Linked DNA regions of Capra hircus: region 1 is linked to region 2. A link is a contact called in public Hi-C data. All regions are on one chromosome and are shown on one strand. The core of a region is the stretch at or near the end of the contact, and the rest is flanking DNA. Distances in the headings are between cores, read along the strand shown. Region 1 holds the start of ECHDC3 (enoyl-CoA hydratase domain-containing protein 3, mitochondrial). Region 2 overlaps USP6NL (USP6 N-terminal-like protein).

Region 1 (6,422 bases), core at 2,102-4,601, 190 kb before region 2:
CTCCTCACCCTCTGCTCACCTCTAGATGCCACAATCCTCAGGATTCTCTTCCTGTTCCATACACTCCTCCCAGGCAACTTCCCGGTGGCCTTAGCATCAGCTACACCTCTGTGCTGACCATGCCCAATCTTTGCCTCAGTTCAAACCTCTGAGCTCCAGACCCACAAGTTCACTAGCATGGCTTCTGGACTCTCCCGCCAAGGTGCCCCTTAAGCCTCCTTTTCCCAGTGACCAAACAGACCCCCTGTCTTTGCTTATCTCAGAAAGCCATCCTGGATTGCTGTTCAACGGGTTATTGAGACCCAATTGCTCGGTTCCATGTCAAAGGTCATCAAACCCAGTGGGTAACACCTCCTGAGAATCTCGCTGGTCTGAATTCCCCAGCAGCTACCTTGTCTTGCACCTGGAGCTTTAACAGCACCCCTTTTGAAAGGGGATCTCCTTTACAGTGAGGTCACCACCAGGGCAGGTGATAAAAATGTAAACTTTCCATTTACAAGGCAAGAGATGGTCCCTGTAGATGCTTCAGTGAGCTGCCTGGAGTCTATCCCGTTGTCTTAAACCACTCACAGGTCTGTGGGGCAAGACGCTGCCAGGCTCCCATGCAGAGGAGACACTCAACATGTATCTGTTGATTGAATTCATGACCAAAAAGAGCACTTCTATTTTGCAAGGCCAGTTCCACCAATTGCTGTGGATTTTCACTTCGTCTAGTTTCCTGGCATCTCTTTTAAACCCAAGTGGCGAGCACCCTGGAATGGCTCAGCAGGAGTGGGGGCAGCTTTGGAGGCAGATGGGCCTTTCTCTGTCAGCCCTCCTGCCTCCTAGCTGTGTGGCCTCCGGCAGGCCGTCCTCTGAACTCATTTCCTCACTGTCAAGCAGGGATGACGTGATCTATAACACCTGGTGGCTGCAGGGAGGGTTGGGGGTGAGGAGCGTGCAGCACCGAGCACAGCACCACACTCAGCACTGGCCCTCACAGGAGGCAGCACAGGGGCGGCTGCTGAAAGGGACACTTCAGTGAGTGGCTGCAGCTCACCCCTCAGTGCCTGACATCGTTCTGCTTTAGTGCTGGCTTGCTTCCCTCCTACTAAACCATTCCTGACATCCTCCTTTCTTATTTATGTTTATTTTACCTCTGGAGAATCGGGGAGCCTCCCCAGGGATTCAGTGGTAAAGAAACCACCTGCATTGCAGGAGACATCGGAGATGTGGGTTTGCTCCCTGGGTTGGCAAGATCCTGTGGAGGAGGAAATGGCAACCCACTCCAGTATTCTTGCCCAGAGAATCCCATGGGCAGAGGAGCCTGATGGCCTACAGCCCATGGGGTCACAGAGTCGGACACAACTGAGCAACTGAAAACACATACACACACACTGGAGAATCAACAACATCTTCTGCCATCTGGCTGCCGTGCCAAATGGGCCAGATTTGAAGAAATAGTTTTTTAAGGGCCCTACTTTGCCCATAAAAGTACCCTGCCCTGGCCCTGCACTTTGGAGAACTCTGCTCCGACAGGCCCCCTTCCAGCGGTACCCCTCCTGGCGAGCAAGGAGTCTAGTGGGATGTTGAGATGTGTGCACCTGGAAATCACAACACCCTTCCACACCCCACTGCAAGTCACCTGAAACCCTGGAATTCCATGGCTCTGCAGTGGGCACCCTAAGGCCTACGGGGTGGCTGTGAGCAGCTAAGTGTAGGGGGTGAAGGAGTGGACAGACTGTGGGCATGCTGCACAGGATGTCTCGGACCTGTGTGCCAAGACCCTGGCAGAACATCAGGATGGAGTGGGGGAGAGGTGAGGAGTGCCAGGGCAGGGTGGGAAGCACAGCACAAAGCTGCAGGCCAAGAGTGCTCTCCACTGCTTTGGGGGAGCTCCTCGGAGCCTGAGGACTCAAACAGCCTTCCAAGTCTTGGGTTTCACTGCTGGCTCAGCTGGTAAAGAAAACTTGCCCTCTAATGCAGCAGACACAAGAGATGTGGGTTCGATCCCTGGGTAGGGAAGATCCCCTGGAGAAGTAAGTGGCCTGCAAAGTATTCTTGCCTGCAAAATTCTATGGACAAAGGAGCCTGCTGGGCTACAGCCCATAGGGCGGCAAAAAATCAGGCAACTCAGCACTGTGCGCTCGCACACACCAGATTTTAGGACTGCCTACTTGTCAGGACAGAAGGAAATATATTGACCTATCTTACAGTTTGCTTGATTTGTAAGGTCTAAATACTCAAGACATGTCAGGCAGGCCTCCCTCTGCACTCTTGCTTGGGCCAGGCAGTCGTCAAGGTGAGGCCTGGATGGAGCTGAAGGCCTTCTGCCTTTACCACTCCACCGTCCAGTTTCAAGTGTGTGCCCAGGTATGTTTTTGTAAAAGGGGTTTAGGCTTGTTGAGCCAAAGGGCAGAGCTCAGTACAGTGTGTCCTTCGACCTATTTATTTACCGCCCACGTGGGCACTTCTGGCTGCGGGCCAAGGAGCAGCTCGGCTAAGCCTGACGGCGCCTTGGAGCCACGTCATGTTTGTGAGGCCCAGAGCCCTCTATGAAGGGCTTTCTCAAAGGCACAGCAGCGGAGGGGCCTCCCATATGGCTGCCCACGCTGAGTCCAAATGCGAGGTCGACTCGGTCTGGGGTTTAGGGGCAGTGCTGGCACCGTCGCTGGCAGCCCCACTTAAATCCTCGGTGTGAATCCTGCAGGGTCCCACAGGCCACTGAGCCCAGCCAAGGGACCTCCGTAAACGCCGCATCCGCGGATTCTTTTCACGTCGGACACTCCCGCCGAACAGATGGACTGCGATGGATAAACTGGGCTCTGCGGCTGGCGGAGCTGACCACCGACGGAGCCGCTCTGGACTCTGCGTGGGGTGGCACGGTTGGCAGCCGGCCTCCTGCGCCCCTCTCTCTTCCTGGGTCCCGCCGGCCACCCCCCGGGGAACAGCCCCGCACCCAGGCGGGCCGCTGACCTGATGCCGTCCCGCTGCCGCGCGATGGTGGGTCGCGGCCCCGGCTCCGGCCGCCCGATCCCGGCCGGCCCCCGGCTGCAGAAGCCGGTGGTGAGTGGAGCCCACGGACCGCGCTGGAGCCAGCCCGACCCCTTCGCTCCCAAGGCCCGCAGGCCCGCGGCCGCAGCCATGGCGGCTAGAGACGCGCCGGAATCTGACGCTGCTGAGCTCGACGCCGGGGCCCGCGGGCTCTGGGCGCTCCGATGGGCGTGGGTGCCGGCCGGGCCGCTGCGCCTCGATCGCTCCAGGCCGCGGGCAAAACTGGATCGGGGACCCCGGGCCCAAGCTGGGACCCGACTCTTCTCCCCAGGCCTTTCCCCTCCGCCCCTCCCCGCCGCTCCCCGTCCCGCGCGGGGGCCGCGAGTCCTCCCGGTGCGCCCCGAGGCTCCGCCCCCGTAACACCGCCCCTGGCGCCGCGTCCGCCCTTGCCCCGCCCCTTGCCCTTGGCGCCCCGCCCCCGAAATCCCTACCTCGCCTATGACCCCGCCCCTCGTGTCGCCCCGCTCCCGAGGCCCTGGCGCCCTGCCCCCGGAGGACTTGAGGGGTCGGGCCTGGGGTGAACAACTCAAAACCTGCAGGCGCGCTCTGAGGTTTGTTTGCCTTAGCAAGGTCAGATGAAGGGGTTTAAAGGAGGCGAGGCTTGGGCTGGCTTGTTCCCTTTTGCTACAACATCAAGAACGTGGTGGTTTGCCTAGATCAGAAGAAAAATGAGCGCCATCAGGGAGCGAATGATGTGAGCTACAGGACGCTGCTTTTTTTTTTTTTTACAAACTGTTTCATCCTACTCATCCTATCCCAGGCCTTGCAGGTGGTCCCAGGTCACTACAGGACCTGTGTCCCACTCAGGCACTGGCTTTTGAATGCTCTGTGTCTTCTCTTATGGAAAACCTGTGGGATCTAATTTGTATCCAGTGTTTTTTCAGTGCACCAAGGAGGGTGCATTTCAATGCTTCTAGGCCTTTGGCTAACATTACGAGTAGTATGGGGGCTTCCCAGGTGACACAGGGGTAAAGAATCCGCCTGCCAATGCAGGAGATGCAGTTTAGACGTGGGTTGGATCCCTGGGTTGGATCCCTGGGTTGGGAGGATTCCTTGGAGGAAGGCCAGCAACCCACTTCAGTATTTTTGCCTGGAGAATCCCATGGACAGAGGAGCCTGGCAGGCTATAGTCCATAGGGTTGCAAAGAGTCGGACATAACTGAGCGAGGGAGCACACACACAAGGAAGGAGAGGGAGGCCCTTTCCAGGCTCCAGGTGTCTGGCACCAGACAGCAGTCCTGTGGCTGAAAGCTCAAGTGTGATGAGTCCCGGTGTCACTGTGGTCTTTCCTGTGGTCATGTATGGATGTGAGAGTTGGATTGTGAAGAAAGCTGAGTGCCAAAGAATTGATGCTTTTTCACTGTGGTGTTGGAGAGGACTCTTGAGAGTCCCTTGGACTGCAAGGAGATCCAATCAGTCCATTCTGAAGGAGATCAGTCCTGGGTGTTCTTTGGAAGGACTGATGCTAAAGCTGAAACTCCAGTACTTTGACCACCTCATGTGAAGAGTTGACTCACTGGAAAAGACTCTGATGCTGGGAGGGATTGGGGGCAGGAGGAGAAGGGATCGACAGAGGATGAGATGCCTGGATAGCATCACTGACTAGATGGACGTGAGTCTGGGTGAACTCCGGGAGTTGGTGATGGACAGGGAGGCCTGGCATGCTGCAATTCATGGGGTCGCAAAGAGTCGGACACGACTGAGCGACTGAACTAAACTGAACTGAACTGTATTCACTGAATTCACAGAGTCTGGAGATTTGCATGACCCTTGGAAGGGAAGGTCTGGCCCTCAAGATTCCTCCCTAGTCTGTAGAACGACCCCTCCCCTTATGGCACCCCCATCCCCACCCCCAGCAACACACACATAAGGAGCTTTCACACTGAAATTTTGCAAGGATCACAATTATGCAAAGACATCCTCAAGTAGGGCCACTGAACTTTCACAGAGACAGGCTGGATTCCTTTGAGTGCTGCTGCTAAGTTGCTTCAGTCGTGTCCGACTCTCTGCGACCCCATAGACAGCAGCCTGCCGGGGTCCAGCCCCGGTGGATCCAGGGAATTCGAAGGGTGGACGGCGTTGGCGTGGAAAGACTTGTTTATTGATTGATATAAGATTAGATTAAGAAACTGTAGCGTAGTAGGAAGATTAAGTGGAGGAAGAGGGCTGAATAGCTTGGTTTACGCGGAAGGCCAATAAAATTCCAGACAAGGAATTTGCACCATCTACGTTGGGCCACCGGCGCCCGCTTGAATATCTAAGGGTGCCTCGCCTTAAGCTCCCTTTCGTGCGGGTCTTAACAGCCAGAGCAAGTAAGTAGACCTGGCGAGCCTCCGCGCCCCAGGTGGAGATTCAGCCTGAAGTTAAAGTAAAGAGCAGAGAGAGGGAAGGGGAGAGAAGAAGAGAGAGAGAGAGACACGGGGGGAGCCAGAGTTCCAAGAAACCAGGCCGAGAGACTAGTTCGAGAAGCTGGCCCGAGAAACTGGCCCCTGGCCCCTGGCCCCCATCCTTTATTGTTCAGAAGGCCTTTTATACTTTTGATAAAACACGGAGATCAATGGGTAATACAAAATTATGTAGCATTCGCAACCCAGATTCTTTCCGTATATCATTTTGTATACAAAAGGTCTCAGGTGATTTACATTATCTTCTGGCCAAGAGGCTTGTTAACACTTTTTGGCTCTCTTCCTTAATGAATGTTAATTTTGTTTCCCCTGAAGTGTTTTTCTTTAATCTGCATCTCCTTAGCGCATTAAAGTTACATCTCTATAGAACAAAGGTGCAGTGGGATATAACAAAGAAGGTACTTAACTCAAAGATCTAATGTTGCTAATACCAGGTCTACTACTTGTTTTTCTATATACCAACTATATCTAAAAATAAAGGATATGAAAATTTGGCAGCAAGCACTGACCCAAAAAATGAAACTTTTAATCAGTCCTATTCTAAAGATTTTGACTCCTCGGAAGCTCCTACATTCCTAGGATGTTTTAAGCTTCCTGTGCCTCCTGCGGTCAGGAGGCCTCAAACAATCACACTCCAGAGTCCTGCAGCAGGCTAGAAAGCCATCAGAGGGTTTTTGGATTGAAACACTCTTTCAAATGCAGAAGACTAAAGCCCTGAATTGACTTTTTCCAGAAAATGTCAGAAGAGTGGAAAAGCAGAGCACAAAAGCCGGCAGATTTTTGTTGGGGTACATGCTTAGGAATTTCCAGAGGGGTCCCTGAAGTCTGAGCACGCCTTGCGTATGTCAGCTTCCTTCCTCATGACCTTGTCACGGGCGGGATTCCTCACACTGGCTCCCGGCAGCAGCCCACCAGGCTCCCCCGTCCCTGGGATTCTCCAGGCAAGAACACTGGAGTGGGTTGTCATTTTCTTCTCCAATGCAT
Region 2 (6,133 bases), core at 1,746-4,245:
TATTGTTTGTAGACTTTTTGATAGCAGCCATTCTGACCAGTGTGAGATGGTACCTCATTGTGGTTTTGATTTGCATTCTCTGATCATGATGTTGAGCATCTTTTCATGTGTTTGTTAGCCATCTGTATGTCGTCTTTGGAGAAATGTCTGTTTAGTTCTTTGGCCCGTTTTTTGATTGGGTTGTTTATTTTTCTGGTATTGAGCTGCATGAGCTGCTTGTATATTTTTGAGATTCTTTGTCAGTTGCTTCATTTGCTCATATTTCTTCCATTCAGAAGGCTGTCTTTTAATCTTGCTTATAGTTTCCTTCATTGTGCAAAAGTTTTTTAAGTTTAATTAGGTCCCATTTGTGTAGTTTTGCTTTTATTTCTATTACTCTGGGAGGTGGGTATAGACCCTGCTGTGATTTATGTTAGAGAATGTTTTGCTTGTGTTTTCCTCTAGGAGTTTTATAGTTTCTGGTCTTACGTTTAGATCTTTAATCCATTTTGAGTTTATTTTTGTGGTGTTAGAAAGTGTTCTAGTTTCATTCTTTTACAGGTGGTTGACCAGTTTTCCCAGCACCACTTGTTAAAGAGATTGTCTTTTCTCCATTGTATAGTCTTGCCTCCTTTGTCAAAGATAAGGTGTCCATAGGTGCATGGGTTTATCTCTGGGTTTTCTGTTGTTGTATCAGTACGATACTGTCTTGATGACTGTAGCTTTGTAGTGTAAAGTCAGGCAGGTTGATTCCTCTGGTTCCATTCTTCTTTCTCAAGATTGCTTTGGCTATTTGAGGTTTTTTGTATTTCCATACAAATTATGAAATTATTTGTTCTGTTTCTGTGAAAAATACCATTGGTAGCTTGATAGGGATTGCATTGAATCTATAGATTGCTTTGAGTAGTATACTCATTTTCATTATATTGATTTTTCCGATCCATGAACATGGTATATTTCTCCATCTATTTCTGTCATCTTTGATTTGTTTCATCAGTGTTTTATAGTTTTCTATGTATAGGTCTTTTGTTTCTTTAAGTAGATTTATTCCTAAGTATTTTAGTCTTTTTATTGCAGTGGTGAATGGAATTGTTTCCTTAATTTCTCTGTTTTCTTATTGTTAGTTTATAGGAATGCAAGGGATTTCTATGTGTTAATTTTATATCCTGCAACTTTACTATATTCATTGATTAGCTTTAGTAATTTTCTGGTGGTGTCTGTAGGGTTTTCTGTGTAGAGGATCATGTCACCTGCAGTGAGAGTTTTACTTCTTTTTCAATCTGGATTCCTTTTCTTTCTTTTTCTGCTCTGATTGCTGTGGCTAAAACTTCCAAAACTAGGTTGAATAGTAGTGGTGAGAGTGGGCACCCTTGTCTTGTTCCTAACTTTAAGGGAAATGCTTTCAATTTTTTGCCATTGAGGATAATGTTTGCTGTGGGTTTATCTTTTATGGCTTTTATTGTGTTGAGGTATATTCCTTCTATGCCTGCTTTTTGGAGGGTTTCTATCATAAATGGATGTTGAATTTTGTCAAAGGCTTTCTCTGCATCTATTGAGATAATCATATGGTTTATTACATTGATTGATTTGCAAGTATTGAAGAATCCTTGAATCCCTGGGATAAAGCCCACTTGGTCATGATGTATGATCTTTTTAATATGTTGTTGGATTCTGTTTATTAGAATTTTGTTGAGGATTTTTGCGTCTATGTTCATCAGTGATATTGGCCTGTAGTTTTCTTTTTTTGTGGTATCTTTGTCTGGTTTTGGTATTAGGGTGGTGGTGGCCTCACAGATTGAGTTTGGAAGTTTACCTTCCTCTCCAATTTTCTGGAAGAGTTTGAGTAGGATAGGTGTTAACTCTTCCCTAAATTTTTGGTAGAATTCAGCTGTGAAGCCATCTGGTCCTGGGCTTTTGTTTGTTGGAAGATTTTTGATTACAGTTTCGATTTCCATGCTTGTGAGGGGTCTGTTAAGATTTTCTATTTCTTTGTGGTTCAGTTTTGGAAAGTTATACTTTTCTAAGAATTCATCCATTTCTTCCAGGTTGTCCACTTTATTGTCATATGGTTGCTGATAGTAGTCTCTGGTGATTCTTTGTATTTCTGTGTTGTCTGTTGTGATTTCTCCATTTTCATTTCTAATTTTGTTGATTTGATTCTTCTCCCTTTTTTGGTTGATGAGTCTGGATAATGGTTTTTCTATTTTATTTATTTTCTCAAAGAACCAGCTTTTAGCGTTGTTGATTTTTACTATAGTCTCCTTTGTTTCTTTTTCATTTACTCCTGCCCTAATTTTTATGATTTCTTTTCTTCTACTAACCCTGGGGTTCTTCATTTCTTCTTTTTCTAGTTGCTTTAGGTGTAAAGTTAGGTTATTTATCTGATTTTTCTCTTGTTTCTTGAGGTAAGCTTGTATTGTCTTGTCCTTCAGAATCCCTTCTTCTTTCCTCACTGGCCGCTCTTTCTTGGTTTCCTCTGCTTGTTCCTTCTCATCTTCATCTTTATTCTTTCTACTATGCCCCGGGGCTCAGGCCTGGAACCTCTCTCTCCTCAAGTACATCTGTGAGCAAGCTTCCTGTCTCAGCCAGTGGCAGCTCCACCCATCCAATTTGCTGTCTAAAATCTCCCGAGTTGTCTTTGATGTCCTCTTTCACCCCACGCCTCCTCTGTTAGCTCAGGCTCGCCGTGAATTCAGTCTGGCGCCTTCTCAGCATCTCCTCTTGTGCCACCTGGTTCACTGGAGCCTCTTCAGAGCTTCCAGCTCCCTGCTTCTGCCAGTGCGCCGCCCCTCCTCCCCACAGGCTGTCTGCTCACTGGAAGAGTAGGCGGGATCATGTCAGTTCTGAGGGGAACGTAATGCCGACCCCCATCTTATCCACAGTAAAAGGGCAGGTCGTCAGAACAGCCTCAGAGCTTCGCGCCTGGTTTCTGTCTCCCCCCTCCTCCTGTCTCCTGCTCTCCTGCAGGCCTCCTCAGTGCCCCCTGACTTGCCTGGCAGGTCCCTCGACAGCCCCCCAACCCCCGAGAACTACAAGACTGGGGGCCCCTCCCCCACGCAAGCCAGCCACCCGCTCCACCTTTACTTCTCTCTTAGCACTAACGCTGTCCAAGTCACTCAACATTTCACTTACATCTGTACTTAGTCTGTTTCCACACTGGGATGTAACCTCTCTGAAGGGGGTTTCCTCTGCTCTGTTCACTGTTGCAGCCACAGAACCCAGAGCAGGGCACGTAGCGTGTGCTCAATAAATGGCAGCTGAGTGAATGACCGGCTGAACATAAGGATGTGTCCTGTCATGAAACACGGAGTTAAAGGCTGGTGGAGCTTGTCCTTTCCAATGTGACAGCGTGCTTTATTTGAAAAATTAGAAAAGAGTTGGAACGTGTCTTTCAACAAAATATGTCCGTATTTGGGAGAATAAAAATCTGGCGACCCATTACAATACTGACTTTTCTCTCCAGAGCCTCCTCTCTTCCCCTTTCAAAATGATTTCCTGGTCCAAAAAATTCAGACATATGGGAATCAGAAGTATAGATGATTCAAAAAATGTGACAGTGAACTAAAGAAATAAGAGACAAAACGTTGTAGAGGATACATGTTTGAGGGAGGTTGTTTGTTCTTAAATTTTTTTAAAGAGATTTGCCTGTACCTAAAAGACCTCTTTACCCAATGGAATTCAAGTTACAATTAATGGATGTTCAAAGAGTTTAATATACTAGGAAACCACTAAGCAATGACATGCATACCTTAACAGTTTAACACAAGACAGTTTTATATTCCCTGTCAATCTGTCTCTGGGAGAGGGAGTTCTGAGGCTGCTGACTGAGATTCTGTTCTACCCTCATCCATAAACTGAGCTCACATTGTGTGTGACCTGCCTTTCACAGCTTTGGTTTCTTCAAAGTGGGATGAGAACTCTAGACACATGAAAAGCAGTCTGAGGCTGGAAACTTTTTAGTTTATCCGGATTTCCCCCAATTTTTCTGGTTTCATCTTAGTGCATGTGTTCTTCAGTGACTGCCTAGCCCAAATGTTCCAGGTCTGCCATTTCTAGGAGACTCATAAAAATTTCTGCATATATTGCTGCATTGAATAAACCAGTGGAAATGATAGCCTTGTGGAAGCTGCAAGTGTTTATTAGTCTTCACAGAGCATCCACCTGCAGTGTGAACTTCCTGCTTGCCATTTGAAAAGACTTGTACACTGATGCATAGTGAACTCAAGTCTCAGGGCTTTAGTTCCAGCTTTGTGGTGGTGGGTGTTTGGTTTTGTTTTAACATAGGCAATTCTCTGTTGAAAATAGGGGTAGTAGAAATCAGGCCTTCATAAGAGGATTGGTGTTGGTATTTGCAGAGTGCTTTGGATTCCCCCAAACAGACACATTAACAAATAAACAAACACACTTATTATATTTGCTCTGCAGAGAACAGTATTAATAATGGATTATATTGTTTCTTTGAGCTTATTGATGCTTTTAATAAGGAGGAAAGTATATGTAAAACTATGAATTTTCCTGGATTCAGCTATTCATTTTTGCAGTGTGATATTTTGCATAGCTTAATGGAACATTGGAGCCTATTCAGATTTTTAAAATTATATCTTAATTTTATGTGCTGTGAAATCTTACTCAAAATACATGACTTTTCAATGTCATTCTTCTGTCAAAATACGTGTCTACCTCTTGCACTCCTTATCCTCTCCTGACCTCTGCTGGTGAGGTCAAGGAGTGTGTGGCGTGGCCCAACTGTCTTCAGTCACATATCCTAATATTCAAAAAACATTGGAAGACTTGAACTTAATTAAAGTTCTAAGATTTCTTATTGTAGAAGAGAAGACTGTTTAATATTCATCCATGTATCGTGTATGTGGTTAGCCTTTACTGTCTAGGTTATTGATCATGTTAGGAGGAGTGTTGGACCCAATACAGGGTTACTGCATACTGGGTGGGTGACACAGCAGTTGTTGCTGCTGCTGCTGAGTCACTTCAGTCGTGTCCAACTCTGTGACCCCATAGATGGCAGCCCACCAGGCTCCCCCATCCCTGGGATTCTCCAGGCAAGAACACTGGAGTGGGTTGCCATTTCCCTCTCCAATGCATGAAAGTGAAAAGTGAAAGGGAAGTCGCTCAGTCATGTCTGACTCTTAGTGACCCCCTGGACTGCAGCCCACCAGGCTCTTCCATCCATGGGATTTTCCAGGCAAGAGTACTGGAGTGGGGTGCCACTGCCTTCTCTGGCAGCAGTTGTTAAGTACTTCCTATTCAGCTGGTCCTGCATGGGCTTAAAGTATAGTCTCAGATCACTAGAGACTGAGGCAACAAAGAAGATATTGGTCCCATTTTTAATCCTTAAACTCTGCTTGCCCCAATGTGAGGGGCCAGTCTTGATTCAGAGGGGATGCCAGTTTAAGATAATCAGGTATTAAACTGCAAGCTTCAAATGGAAGTTTTTCCTTTTGATAATATGTTGTCCTGACATTCTCAGGGGAGTAGAATTTTCTTGTGCTGGGGTCTCCTGTGTGATTTTAAAAACTGCAATGATGAGCACATCTAGTAGCCATTCCCCCTGAAAAAGTACCCCTGTTTCTTTAAAGAAATGGATGATCTAGGTCTAGGATAGAAAAAGTATAAAGTGAACCTGAATTAATTTGTGCCAGATTGGGCATGTCTAAAGGATCCACTTGAAGAGGGGAAATCTACAACCAGGTAAGAGGGAGTCCAACCAAATTTGGGACGACTTGAGCCTCAAAAGGAATAATGATGATAATAATGGGTTATAACACAATGAATGAATAAAATAGTTCTTTATACCATCAGTTCAGTTCAGTTGCTTAGTCGTGTCTGACTCTTTGTGACCCCATGGACTGCAGCACACCAGGCCTCCCTGTCCATCACCAACCCCCAGAGTTTACTCAAACTTCTGTCCATTGAGTCAGTGATGCCATCCAACCATCTCATCCTCTGTTGTCCCCTTCTCTTCCTGCCTTCAATCTTTCCCAGCGTCAGGGTCTTTTCAGATGAGTCAGTTCTTCACATCAGTTGGCCAAAGTACTGGAATTTCAGCTTCAACATCAGTCCTTCCAATGAATATTCAGGACTGATTTATTTCCTTTAGGATGGAGTGGTTGGATCTCCTTGCAGTCCAAGGGACTCT

The links. Hi-C and Micro-C count contacts between places; a contact is called where the count stands out from the background.
Region 1: a Hi-C map of liver shows a contact between it and region 2, with 5 times the contacts expected there. The contact joins the promoter of ECHDC3 here to the enhancer-like site in region 2. A contact is called at or near these places in 2 of 5 Hi-C or Micro-C datasets (blood and liver).

The regions. Positions count from the first base shown.
Region 1 is chr13:15,817,261-15,823,682 of ARS1.2, reverse strand. It overlaps ECHDC3 (enoyl-CoA hydratase domain-containing protein 3, mitochondrial), which reads right to left and starts at 3,351. Exons shown (of 5, transcript XM_018057005.1): 1 at 2,956-3,351. The coding sequence starts at 3,125.
Region 2 is chr13:15,622,218-15,628,350 of ARS1.2, reverse strand. The region is part of intron 5 of USP6NL (USP6 N-terminal-like protein); the gene reads left to right. Among named protein-coding and RNA genes, the nearest start is that of USP6NL, 160 kb to the left of the region's middle. Within about 2 kb of position 2,995, at least 2 of the 5 cell types and tissues checked have an H3K27ac peak or open chromatin away from gene starts, as enhancers often do.